2 separate regions of the Mus musculus genome follow, and region 2 is linked to region 1. A link is a contact called in public promoter capture Hi-C data. All regions are on one chromosome and are shown on one strand. Each heading gives the region's core, a stretch centred on a gene start, on an enhancer-like site or on the middle of the called end of the contact. The rest is flanking DNA. Distances are from core to core; before and after follow the strand shown.

Region 1 (5,719 bases), core at 839-3,338:
AAAAGGGCGGGGGGACCATTTTACTCAATGAAACCATGCTGTAGAATGAGCTTCTCTGTTTTATCCTCTCTGAGTCATGAAGATTTAGAAAGAAAAATGGAACCTACCTTCCTGGAATTCTACAGTGGTGGTTGGAGAAGGTGTTGATTGAATGTTCTGTATAGTAAATGCTATAAGAAATTATTATAGACTTGCTTAGTTTGACATGTATTTATGAAATAAAATATTACACATTAGAAAAATTAAATGTTTATTATTAAATTATTTAATCACAATGTTGATTTTTTTCCTATATACTTGCTTAGGAACACTTACAATTTATCAGCAAAACTCCCAAAGTAACCATCAAGAAAAGACATTTTATTCCAAAGATGACAGACATCAGTCTCCACCGAGTGATCCTAGAAACTATAAAAAAATACCAAACACATACATTAATGACTAACAGATGAAAGTGCAGACATAGAAGATGACGTTCTTTTTTTTCCTTTTTTTTATTAGATATTTTATTCATTTACATTTCAAATGCTATCCCCTTTCCTAGTTTCCTCTCCAAAAATCCCTATACCCTTCCCCTCCCCCTGCTCCCCAACCCACCCACTCCCACTTCCTGGCCCTGGCATTACCCTATACTGGGGCATATCATCTTTGCAAGACCAAAGACCTCTCATCCCATTTATGGCCAACTAGGCTATCCTTTGCTACATATGCAGGTAGAGACACGAGCTCTGGGGTTACTGGTTAGTTCATATTGTTGTTCCTCCTATAGGGTTGCAGACCCCTTCCCATCCTTGGGTACTTTCTCTAGCTCCTTCATTGTGGATGACGTTCTTAAGAACAGAAACCATTAAGAATGAACCTGAAAACTTCTTCCTTTAGTGGTGCAGACACCTCTCTCTAGTGGAACACTGGAGAACGAAGATGTTCCTTCAGAAGACCACCCATTAGCAATCTTTTGAAGTGGTATACCTTGTTCTTTGATGAGGTTATTCATACATATTTTCTGCCTCATTAGAGTCATTTACCTCTGACTCTTTAAATCAGCAGTGAAACTTATCTCTATGGTTAGAATAGATCCACAAGCAGTCATGACGCTTGGTGGGCTTGCTTAATAATCATTTTTTTCTCTCAAGAATGTCATGAATAAAAAGTTTTGTGTTAAAGAGATGATTTTTTAAAGGGGGAGGGGCAGTAATCACAATGCTATTTTCTTAAGATATAAAGTTAGTAAGGGCCCACTCAAAACCAAACAGAATATTGTCAAGACCTAGAGTCTGTTATTTATTATATACCATCCTTGTCAGGAGAATACCATGATGGAATGGGGTCCCTTTGAACACAGACCATTTTTTGATTAGTGGTTTGTTAATGTCTGCAGGAAAATAAAAAGGAACCTTCTAGACCTGGTATGGCAGGAGGTTCCATAACAAGCATAAATTGAGGATCTGGGTTCAATTAACAGCACCTTGAATTATGACACAAAGCCAGCCTTTGAATTTCTGTTCTTAAACATTATGTTAGGTCATATTCAAAATCACTTGCCTATTGGCTAAGATATTTCGATATGAGAAGAATCTGTATTAGTAACGCAATACTGTCAAAAATAGTTCTACTGCTAACAACAGCACACAGTGTCAGTGAGCCTGAGTGATTTTGCAAGGCCACAACACAGCAAGAAAAGTTATAAAGTTTTAAGTGTCCTTTATATTTGGCCATCTTTGTCCCCATGTTAGAAATATGGTGTGTGTTGATCAATTTAATTTCTGTTTTATTCTGAATTTAACATGATGCCTAATAGACACCACTTGCTAACTCAGTTAGGAAAAGTTTACAAAAGTATGCACTTCATAAAATCATGTTCAAGTTTCAAAACACAGAATCGAGAAAACAATGAACACAGAAAGCATCAAAGCACAGAAAGTCTAAAAATATCTACTGCAGATTATATGCTTTCTGTTTTATTTTTTTAAACCCTCCTTGAAGTTAGTTAATACAAGAGGCATCCTTCCTGGTTATTATTTTATCACTACTATTACATCTGCTGACAGGGGCACACATACCTGCCATGAGAAGTGATGTTCCAAGGATGGTGCAGAGATGTGTTTGTGCTTTTTAAAGAACGGTGTGGACCACAGGGCTGAGCAGGAAGCTACGGAGGAGACAGTAAGCATTAAAAGAGGAAGAAACACTGTGTGTTGTGGCGGTGCTATTGAATCATCTGTTGGTGGGACACAGATGCACAGTGGGAATGAGCAGAAGAAAGACTGCAAGCTTTGAACAAGACCCAGGAACCACTGCACACAGGAAATTTGCTCTTTTAGTTTTGGTACAAAACACCACAGCAAAATAAGGTTGGAGGAAGATTGTTTTCAATGTGCACACATCAAAGTCGTCCCTAAAAGCAGTTTAGAAAATAATGGAGAGGTGTATAAACCATGGTAAACTCACTTGGTATCATAAAATCCCACACAGAATTACTACCTTCAAAATAAAGAAATACTTATTTATTTTGTGTTAAACAAATTTTAAATCACATATTATCTGATCGCTTAATAAAGAAAATACCAAATTTGATAGTGGGGAAACTGAGGCACAGAAGTGCTGATTTGACTAAGGTTACTTAAGCTTGATGCCCAGTCTTTTACCAAAGCATACATGGAATTTATCTCAAACCAAGCACATCCTTGGACTTGCACATTCTGGGTTGATATTTCCCATCTTTAGTACAAACTGTTGGGATATCCAATACTTGTTCTGTGTTTCTGCTCCCTGATCACTGACCCCAACCATAGTCAGCAAGACCCAGAAAGAATTCAGTATTATTGTGTTTTCTCACTTTTCTTTCTTCCCTGATCTCTCTCCCTCTCCCCACCTTCTCTCTTCCCATCTCTCTCTCCCCAACACACACTTTTAATCTTCCCATTAATTCTTTCTAAACTACTAGCTATCCTTGATTTTGCTCTCATTTTGTACACAGGTAAATGAATTGTTTACACTCCTTGCCATCCCTCCTACTCATCTCCACTCAACACACATCTCATGTTCCCCAATCATCTCTCTTGAATATCTGATAAACTCTGGACAAATACTGTATACACCCCTATATATATGACCTTTACTTTTTTTTTTCTCTTAAAACTTCTGGAAACCTTGATGTTCCAACACATGGGAGTACACAGTGCTGACAAATTATCACCAGGCTGGCCTTTAAGGAAATAAATCAGGATTTGATACAGTTCAGTAACATTGGAATTGAGATCACAGAACATAGGGTGTTGAGCATCTCATAACTCACATAATACTCAGTGGGATATTGAGCTTCACTGAATCTGTTTCAGATAATAATAAATTCTTCCAATGTTCATCTCTTCCCTCTGCTTCCCCTGCTCTTAAGTCTACTGCTCTTTGAACAAAGAGAATTTGTTCAAAGCAAGTGGTGACTTTAATAATTACATCTTTGAAAGATTGAGGAAAGATCCGAGAAAGGGAATTTAATGCCCACTGAAGATGTGAGCAATGGAGAGTTCTCTATACCTAGACATGTGCACCTAGACTGTACAACAGCTTGGTAAAAGCATCCCAATGGAGATACTTATTTTTTTTTCAGTGCTTGTAAAGACTGTGCCCTCCCATTGTGCACCAGGCTACAAAGCACACTCCATTAAGGAGGCTTCCTGAAAAGGAAGATTCTGGCCTGCCATAAAGTCACTTGTAATCATGGTGATGAAAAACCCTCATAAACTCTAGTAGGTTTTGCTTGTTAAATCCCTTACATATTACATATTTTCGTTAGGCTATGTTAGTTTTCAAATTCGATGGAGTATCATTTCTTGCCAGGAATTATGGCACATACTTGTTATCCCAGTATGTGAAAAGCACAGGTGAGAGTTCAAAGCCAGTCTCAACTAATATATATTTGTGTGTGTGTGTGTGTGTGTGTGTGTGTGTGTGTATTGAAATAGGGAAGACTAAGAAAGTTGTATAAATGTGTTTTATTGATGACTAAGGCCATTTAATTCTCACAGAAATATAGGTATCTTTCAAAATATGTTACTATCTTCTTTTGTTAATCATAAATTTATTGTCATACCCCCCTTTTTTTTTATAAAAATTTCCCTTCTCCTTGTCCACAAACCAAAAAACAAAACATTTTCAGAGTTCACTCTCCAGTTGTCTGTCTAGTCACTTCCCTCTTCTTTCTGTATTTTAGCATCATCTATTGACTTCTAACACTATAGTTTAGTTTTCCTGATTTTAAAAGATACACACCTGGAACAAAACCTATGTGAGCTTACTCCTGCCTACATGCAAGTTATCCATAAACTCCTTCCTCTGCTTTATGCCTGAGTGGGCCAAGTAGACACTTCCTGTGGTCAGTGGATCAGAAACTCTGGGTGGCTTGAATGTCATGGATGTGAGTACTACTTTCAGCCCTGGAGTTTCTGAATCACTCAGAACAGAACAGTAACAATCATCTCAAGGCGATGCTGATTTGTGCATATATGTACAAAACCACACATAGTGTATACCTTTTTGTAATCGTGACCACATAATGTATTTGTTTATAGTGTAGGAAATAATAATTACCAAATAGTTTATTAATCAAAAGTATGTTTTTATTATGGAAAGTTGGGATAAACATAAAATTTTACCAATGTTGGCCAATTTTTGTGTGAATGATTTGGTTCAATAGAGGAGAATTTAAAACATTTTATGCCAATTTAGTGTTTGGCTTGTATGTCTCACTTCAATACACATGTGCATGAATATAAATATAAATATATATATATATATATATATATATATATATATATATATATATATATATATTTGTACACTAATGTATGTATCTCTTAATGAAGTATTTTGGCATTCCACTATTTTACTGATAGAAAAAGAATTACCCATAATGGTATCTGTATGTAAAAAGAATCATACAAATATACCCAGCAACAAGGATTTTGTCCTATCTCTGAACATTTTTCCGAAGTTTAAGATTCTGATATGATTTTAATTAAGCCTCGAGTCATTCATCCCTGCCATAGGCCATTTCAAAGAATTTACTAAGACTTCTTTCATGACCTTTCGCTGTACTTCTTTAAAGCCCTTTAGTAATGAACACCCAGTACCTGCCATTAAGGCAAGAAAGTATATGCAGAATAGAAGTGCTTGCCATTCTAATTCAGTACCAAGTTCAACTTGCCCTCTGATATACTGTGTACTAATTTTGCAGTTATATTTTGGGTGCTTGTTACTGTCTTATTTTTTAACAAATGCAATAATATCATTTTACAGTTTCAATCCTATTTGCAGATTTAGTCATAGATATTAACCAGAGTCATTACACAATAAACTACCACCTTTCTGTATTCACAATGAATTAAAAGTAGCAAGAATCCCACTTCTCATGTGGAGCTAAACAGATAATTAAGAAAATAAAAGCAGCAGCCCACACCTTGTTCAGTCAGTTTACTTACCCTGGAGGAGAAGTGATGTCATACAAGTGTGGGATGTTGATGTTCCTTCTGAGTGCCGACCCTGTCTAGGTGACTATTTTACCTAAGAGTGATTTCTTCACACAAGTGTTCATATTAATATAACATAGTGATAACTTAGACAAAATAATTCACATTCTCCTCAGTTAGAGTATACGGATGTTTATAAAGCCAAAGGGAAAAAAGCATATGCAATATATACAATTTTCTTAGTAATTTCAATC
Region 2 (5,806 bases), core at 10-2,509, 800 kb before region 1:
AAATATAATTTTCCTTGCTGGACAAAATTAGTATTATCAAAAAGAATTTCTATCATTTCAAATTATTTTTTATTTTTTATTTGGTTTTTAATGTTTATTATTTTTGTGTGGATGTATGTGCATGTGTGTACATAGATGTACATATAAGTAATTCTATATTCTAATTCAATACAATGTTTCATTAACTCATTACCTTCAACAATATAAGCTTCAAAATTTAATAACTGTGTATTTGATTGTTTGTTTTATAGTGATTTGGTGGTAATAAAATCACTACAGGCAAGGGAGACTGTACATATTTCAGTATGGCAAGTCTTCATGATGATGACTGTGGTAAAAGATAGCCATGTACCTGTGAAAAGAGAATGGACTAAGTCCCTGCATCAGTGAGCAGTGCAAAGGAAAGTTAAAAATGAAATGTTGTCTTCTTTGTGTGTTTCATGCAATGCTTTGTGACTAGTTATCAGCTAAAAGTTTTAACCATAGGTCTCAGTCTGCTGTGTGAACAGAGAGATGAGCTGTTAAGGCAAGAAATGTTGTTCTGAAATCTGGCTTAACAGAGCAGAAGTCATCTTCCCTCCTGGGACACAGAGAAGCTTGGGTCAGGAGAATGGACAACCTTTGCTCCAACGCCCTGGGGAGTCATGTTTTTCCTGAATGACACACAGAGCAATATAGAGAACCCTATAAATAAGGCACATACCACATTGTCACTAGGATATTTCTATATCCCAGGACTTTGACTGCACACATAATAACTAGTTTGTAGTTGTTAGTGTCTGTTTGTTGTTTAGTTACTATTTGTTGTTCTTTGTTGTAGATAAATTTATCCTTTTAAAAAGTTTTTGTTTGCTGTCAAATATAATTTCAGACTTCATGACTAGTTACTAGTTATTGCTTATTACATTCCTGAATTATCTTCCTCATTTCCTTGCTCTTAGTGCTTGAGCCCATGAAGGACTATGTGTTTAGGCATATAAGGCAGAGTATAAAAATTGTTGTGAGTATAAATGCACAGGGTGGATACAATCACAGGAAATCTCAAAATAGAGCTGTTTGTGGTTTTCCTAAGATCTGTGAAGTTTACCATATTTCATGGTGTAAATGTAGCACCTTAAAAGACAGATGCACCAAGAGGTGGGGCACTGGACTGGATAAGCAAGTCCTCCCAGTGAAGCAAGTGATCAGCGTATTCTTGTGGGATGGCTGGTGACTACACCAGGTTTCCCTGGCCTCGGCCTGGGACAGGAAGAGCAGTTTGCAACTGTGCAATGATAGTACTACAGTCCAAGGGTGTGACTGGAAGGTTTGAATGTGGGATTAATATTGTGTCTGTGTCAACATAAAGTTGTGGTTTCAGAACTAAAGTCTTTTAAAACAAAGCCAGTGAAATAAATATATGTGCATTTACATATGTATATATATGTACATATATGTGTACATATACATGTAAATATATATGTACATATATGTTTATGTATATGTAAATATATACATATATATGTATATGTTTTGTGTGTATGTATGTACATATGTATATGTATTTTCGTATGTTTATGTGTGGTTTTGATTGCTTTTTTTTTCACAAAAATGTATTTAGAAGACAGAACTTAAGAAAACAAAACATTTTTCTCCTTTCTCTCTCCTGTGTTTTATTAGCTGGTAATGTAAGTTCCTTTACCTCCTGTATTATGCTGTGCTTTGGTCAAAGAAGCAAAACTGGAGTGTCACTCACTTTCATTCCATCTGCAGTCACTGTATATTTCAATGATATTGATGCTCTTTAACAGTTTACATTCATCTCTAAATTCAGAACTCAGTTGCACAGAACTTAGAGGAAGGTACTGCTCTTTTGCTTTACAGTTTGGGGACTGCTCCTATATCTGTTTAAACAAACCAACAAAGAAATCCATTCTGTGTTCAGTTTCAATTAACTACCCTCCTTCTTCATCAAGCACACTGGTGGGCTCCTCAGATTCTGCTAATGCTATAGTCACAATAATGAACAAACATCTCTGGAGTTTCTTCTCACAGTCATTGCACGATGTTGCAGGAGGCAAAGAATATTTGGAAAGCAGAAAGTCCTGTGCCCTGGGCATGTGATTAGCCTCCTTGTTAAGGATGACACCCTGTCAGCAGAGATAAGGATGCAAGAAGTCTCAGTGCCATTATTATTTCTGTGAACAGTGTGATATAAACCTATCAGATATGGGAGGAGTACTTTCTCTAGAGCAGCAATAGTTCAGGGATGTAGATATGTCAGCTTCTCTCTTTTTCTCATGTAGCATCCCTGTGCTGTTCTTCAAAACATTTGCACTCTTTGAAATGATTAGGTAGAAAATCTGCCCCGCTTTCTGTCTTCTTGAGACTAGAAGGCTTAAAAGCAAAGTTTTCTTGAAATATATGAGCTTCTGCATATACTCCTGATTGAAGTTAATCAAAACCTAGGAAGGAGATGGCACACTCTTGACTAACACTCTTGACTACGTGAAAAAATAGGCTTGAAGACTCAGGGTTTTGCTCAGTTTCATATGCTAGAAAAACTGGAGTATTGCCTTGGAATTGATAATCTTTTCTGTTGAATGCAACATTCTATCCATTTTCAGGTTATGATTACAAACATTATTTAAACTGGATGTGGTAATTCATACCTTAATCCCAAAACATGGGAAAGAGATTTGGGCAAACCAGGTGTCTATAGTGAGTTTCAGGTCAGCCAGGGCTAAATAGTAAAACCCTGACTCAGATACAACAAAACACAACAAAAGCTATTTGTGTATCTTTTTAAACCTCCACAGCAACCTCGTAAAGAAATGACTGTTCTAAATTGTGTGGTCAAAGAATTTGTGAATGATGGGACTTAAGAAATCTCAAGAGCCTTGGTTGGTGTTTTCACTCATGTCTAACCATCACCAAGATTCATACATTTAGGAAAGATAAAACCCCAGCCATTCTAAATGCTCATTGTGTCCATAATTTGTGCTTAATGATGTATTTGAAACTTAGTCTCAGTGTTAGATATACAGTGTCCTTAAGTCAGCCTACTGACTTCTTCAGTCTTTCCTGTGGAAAGCTGAGACAGCACAAGCATCTGCCTGCACTGGGACACAGAAACCACTTTCTTCAACAATGCTGTTACTCCTCCCCACTTCCCATATTCTCTAATTTTGTGTGTGTGTGTGTGTGTGTGTGTGTGTGTGTGTGTGTGTGTGTGTGTTTCAAATAAAGGGATTCCCCCTGGAGAAGTGGGTAGAGACCAAACAGACTACCTGGAGGTATTATGAAAGCATCCTCACTGTACTCGAGGAACTTCTCTTATACTTATGAGATAATATCTGTGTCAGGGGACCTGGGGTACATGATAATGGCAGACTTGAGTGGTGACTCAGAAATATATGGGTTAAATAACCAAAAAAAAATGGACTTTTGAAATATCTCAGAGTATTAAAGCACTGGCCACACCAAGCCTGATGATATCCCCGAATTTGATCTGTGGAATCCTTGGTACAAGAAAAGAACTAACCCCCCCCCCATAACCCCTCAAAATTGTCCTTTGACCACCATGGACACACCATGGCAAATATGCACTCAAACTCTCTTTCCCAACACACACACACACACACACACACACACACACACACACACACACACAATCTATTAGGAGTCAGGCATCTTGAGTTCCTCTTCTAGTCTCAAATCATCCACCATTTCCCAGTGCTTTTTTAACCACTGTCACTTAATTTGAAGAACAATTTAAACTGTTTCATCAAAAACAAGCCAGCAGGTTTGAAAAGCTACAATCAAATGAAAGTACAGATTAGTGAGTGACTTGAATATATTTATCATGGCAACAGACAATTGAAATCAAATAGTTTTAATTTTTACATCCTCTCTTTATTCTATTATTATTGTCATTGTTTTTCCTTATATCATTGTCATTTGTATTATAATTTTTATTATCATTATTGTATGATAGGTGATTAATGCTTTGTATATGCCAAGCATGTCCCTACACTAAACTGCACCCTCAATCCCAATGAAGTGTCTGAAGTATTCAGCATGTGCAGCCTCACTAGTAATGTGAACAGCAAGAGCTTTGAATGGAGGGCTATTGATGCAAAAATCAGCTTTCACCTTTTATGGAATAAAAGATACTATATTCTGGAACCATTTAGAGTGACGATGCCTCCATTTTCCAATGTGGGAGAAGTTTCATGGAGTTTTATAGTTTTAAAGAACCTAAAAAGTCATAAATCCAGACAATGTCAGCATACATTGGTGGATATATCAGAGAGGTAGTTGCAGCAAGATGGGGGAAACTTTTCTATAGGTCATCAGAGGACATTCTCAGACTTCTGTTTTGTCGAAGCTAGTGGTCTGTTATGTTCATATATTTCATGAAGTTTTTATCTACTGGTAACAGGATGTTTGTTCTGACACAGGTTACTTAGAGGGTCCTAGCCTCTGGTAACATAATTATTCCCGAGACCCACAACACTACAAAGTCCTCACTTCTCTCTGTGTTAAATCCTTCATTGCTGAAACAGCTTCTTTCCCAGGAATTCTCATCACAAACACATGTACAAAACTCATAGAAGAAAAAAAAATCATATCATCTCATCTCTAAAAAAATAACTGTGAGTATTTTCATGCCAATGGATAGAATGTCATCTAATAATCTTTATTAGAGTTCTTCAAATGTATATTTTCTTGAATCCCATGACTTCATGCATAAAATAATTTTTTAGTATGTTCTAAAGAATATCCCATGTAGTTTTTAAACTAACAACAACAAAATATTATAGTACAACTGGGATGGTCCTCAGTAATAGATGATCAAAATTATTTATGCTGCACATAAGTAATTAATACTTATATGACTTTAAATTATTGAGATCAACATATATAAAATGAAGAAATGCGTATTATTTATTTATTAACCTAGAGCATATTGCTGTCATGATATACAGCTATAATTCTAAGACAAAAATGTATGAAAACCCGAGGAATATGATTGTGAGGTCTACCTGTGTTACATAGTAAAATAAATCATCTGTCTCAAAAACAACAACAGCAACAAACAAAAAAACAAACCAGAACAAAACAAAACCAAGTCCTGGGTCTGTAGCTCAGGGGAAGAATATTTACTGAGCATGTTCATTGTCTTAGATTTGATTTCCCATCACCGTGACAACATCAGCATTAAAATACTCCATACAGAATTACATCAATGTTCATAGGAAATATTATATATGATTTAAAAATCTAGAAAAATGTAAAGGAAGACTTCACCACACTTAGCTGCAACTAGCATAATTCAAAATGAAGAAATAACTTAAAAATTAGTAACATAATAGTAAATTTCCAACAGTCTATTACAAAACTAGGAGCATCAGTGCCACATTTTTCCAAGTTGTTTTGCTAAGGACAGTGTTTTTGCTCTCTCTGCAGGAGTTTTCATCTTCTCCTTCTTAAAAATATCAGTTATGGACATTTGTTTTGCAGCATCTGGCACAATACGTTACTTCTCTCCTTTGTTCTGAGGGTCAGGTTTCATTAAGCAGTTTCCTCTTTTTGCTTTGATGACGAGGAGGAGCATAAAATCATGAGGTTGAGTATCTCTCAGTGGAAATTTAGTTCTACCGTTTATTTTGGAGACACTTAGGGGATATCAACCAGAAAAAGCCAACTTTTTCCTCCACCAGAACCACTTCTTGCTAGCGACACAGGTAACAATAACTGTTTTTATTTGTTTTCTACTAAACTATCAAATATATTTTCAGGTAGTGTTATCTGAGCGCTCGAT

What was found. Promoter capture Hi-C pulls out the DNA fragments that hold promoters and counts their contacts.
Region 2: a contact with region 1 is called in a promoter capture Hi-C map of pre-B cells, with 4 times the contacts expected there. The contact joins the promoter of Klra1 here to the promoter of Klrd1 in region 1. A contact is called at or near these places in 5 of 39 promoter capture datasets (the 3T3-L1 cell line, the HPC-7 cell line, cranial neural crest and 1 more) and 2 of 9 other capture datasets (liver and macrophages).

Annotation. Positions count from the first base shown.
Region 1 is chr6:129,588,179-129,593,897 of GRCm38.p6, reverse strand. Klrd1 (killer cell lectin-like receptor, subfamily D, member 1) reads right to left here and starts at 2,088. Exons shown (of 6, transcript NM_010654.4): 1 at 2,061-2,088; 2 at 316-408; 3 at 108-170. The coding sequence starts at 2,067.
Region 2 is chr6:130,382,327-130,388,132 of GRCm38.p6, reverse strand. Klra1 (killer cell lectin-like receptor, subfamily A, member 1) reads left to right here and starts at 1,259. Exons shown (of 9, transcript NM_016659.3): 1 at 1,259-1,306; 2 at 4,443-4,637; 3 at 5,452-5,729.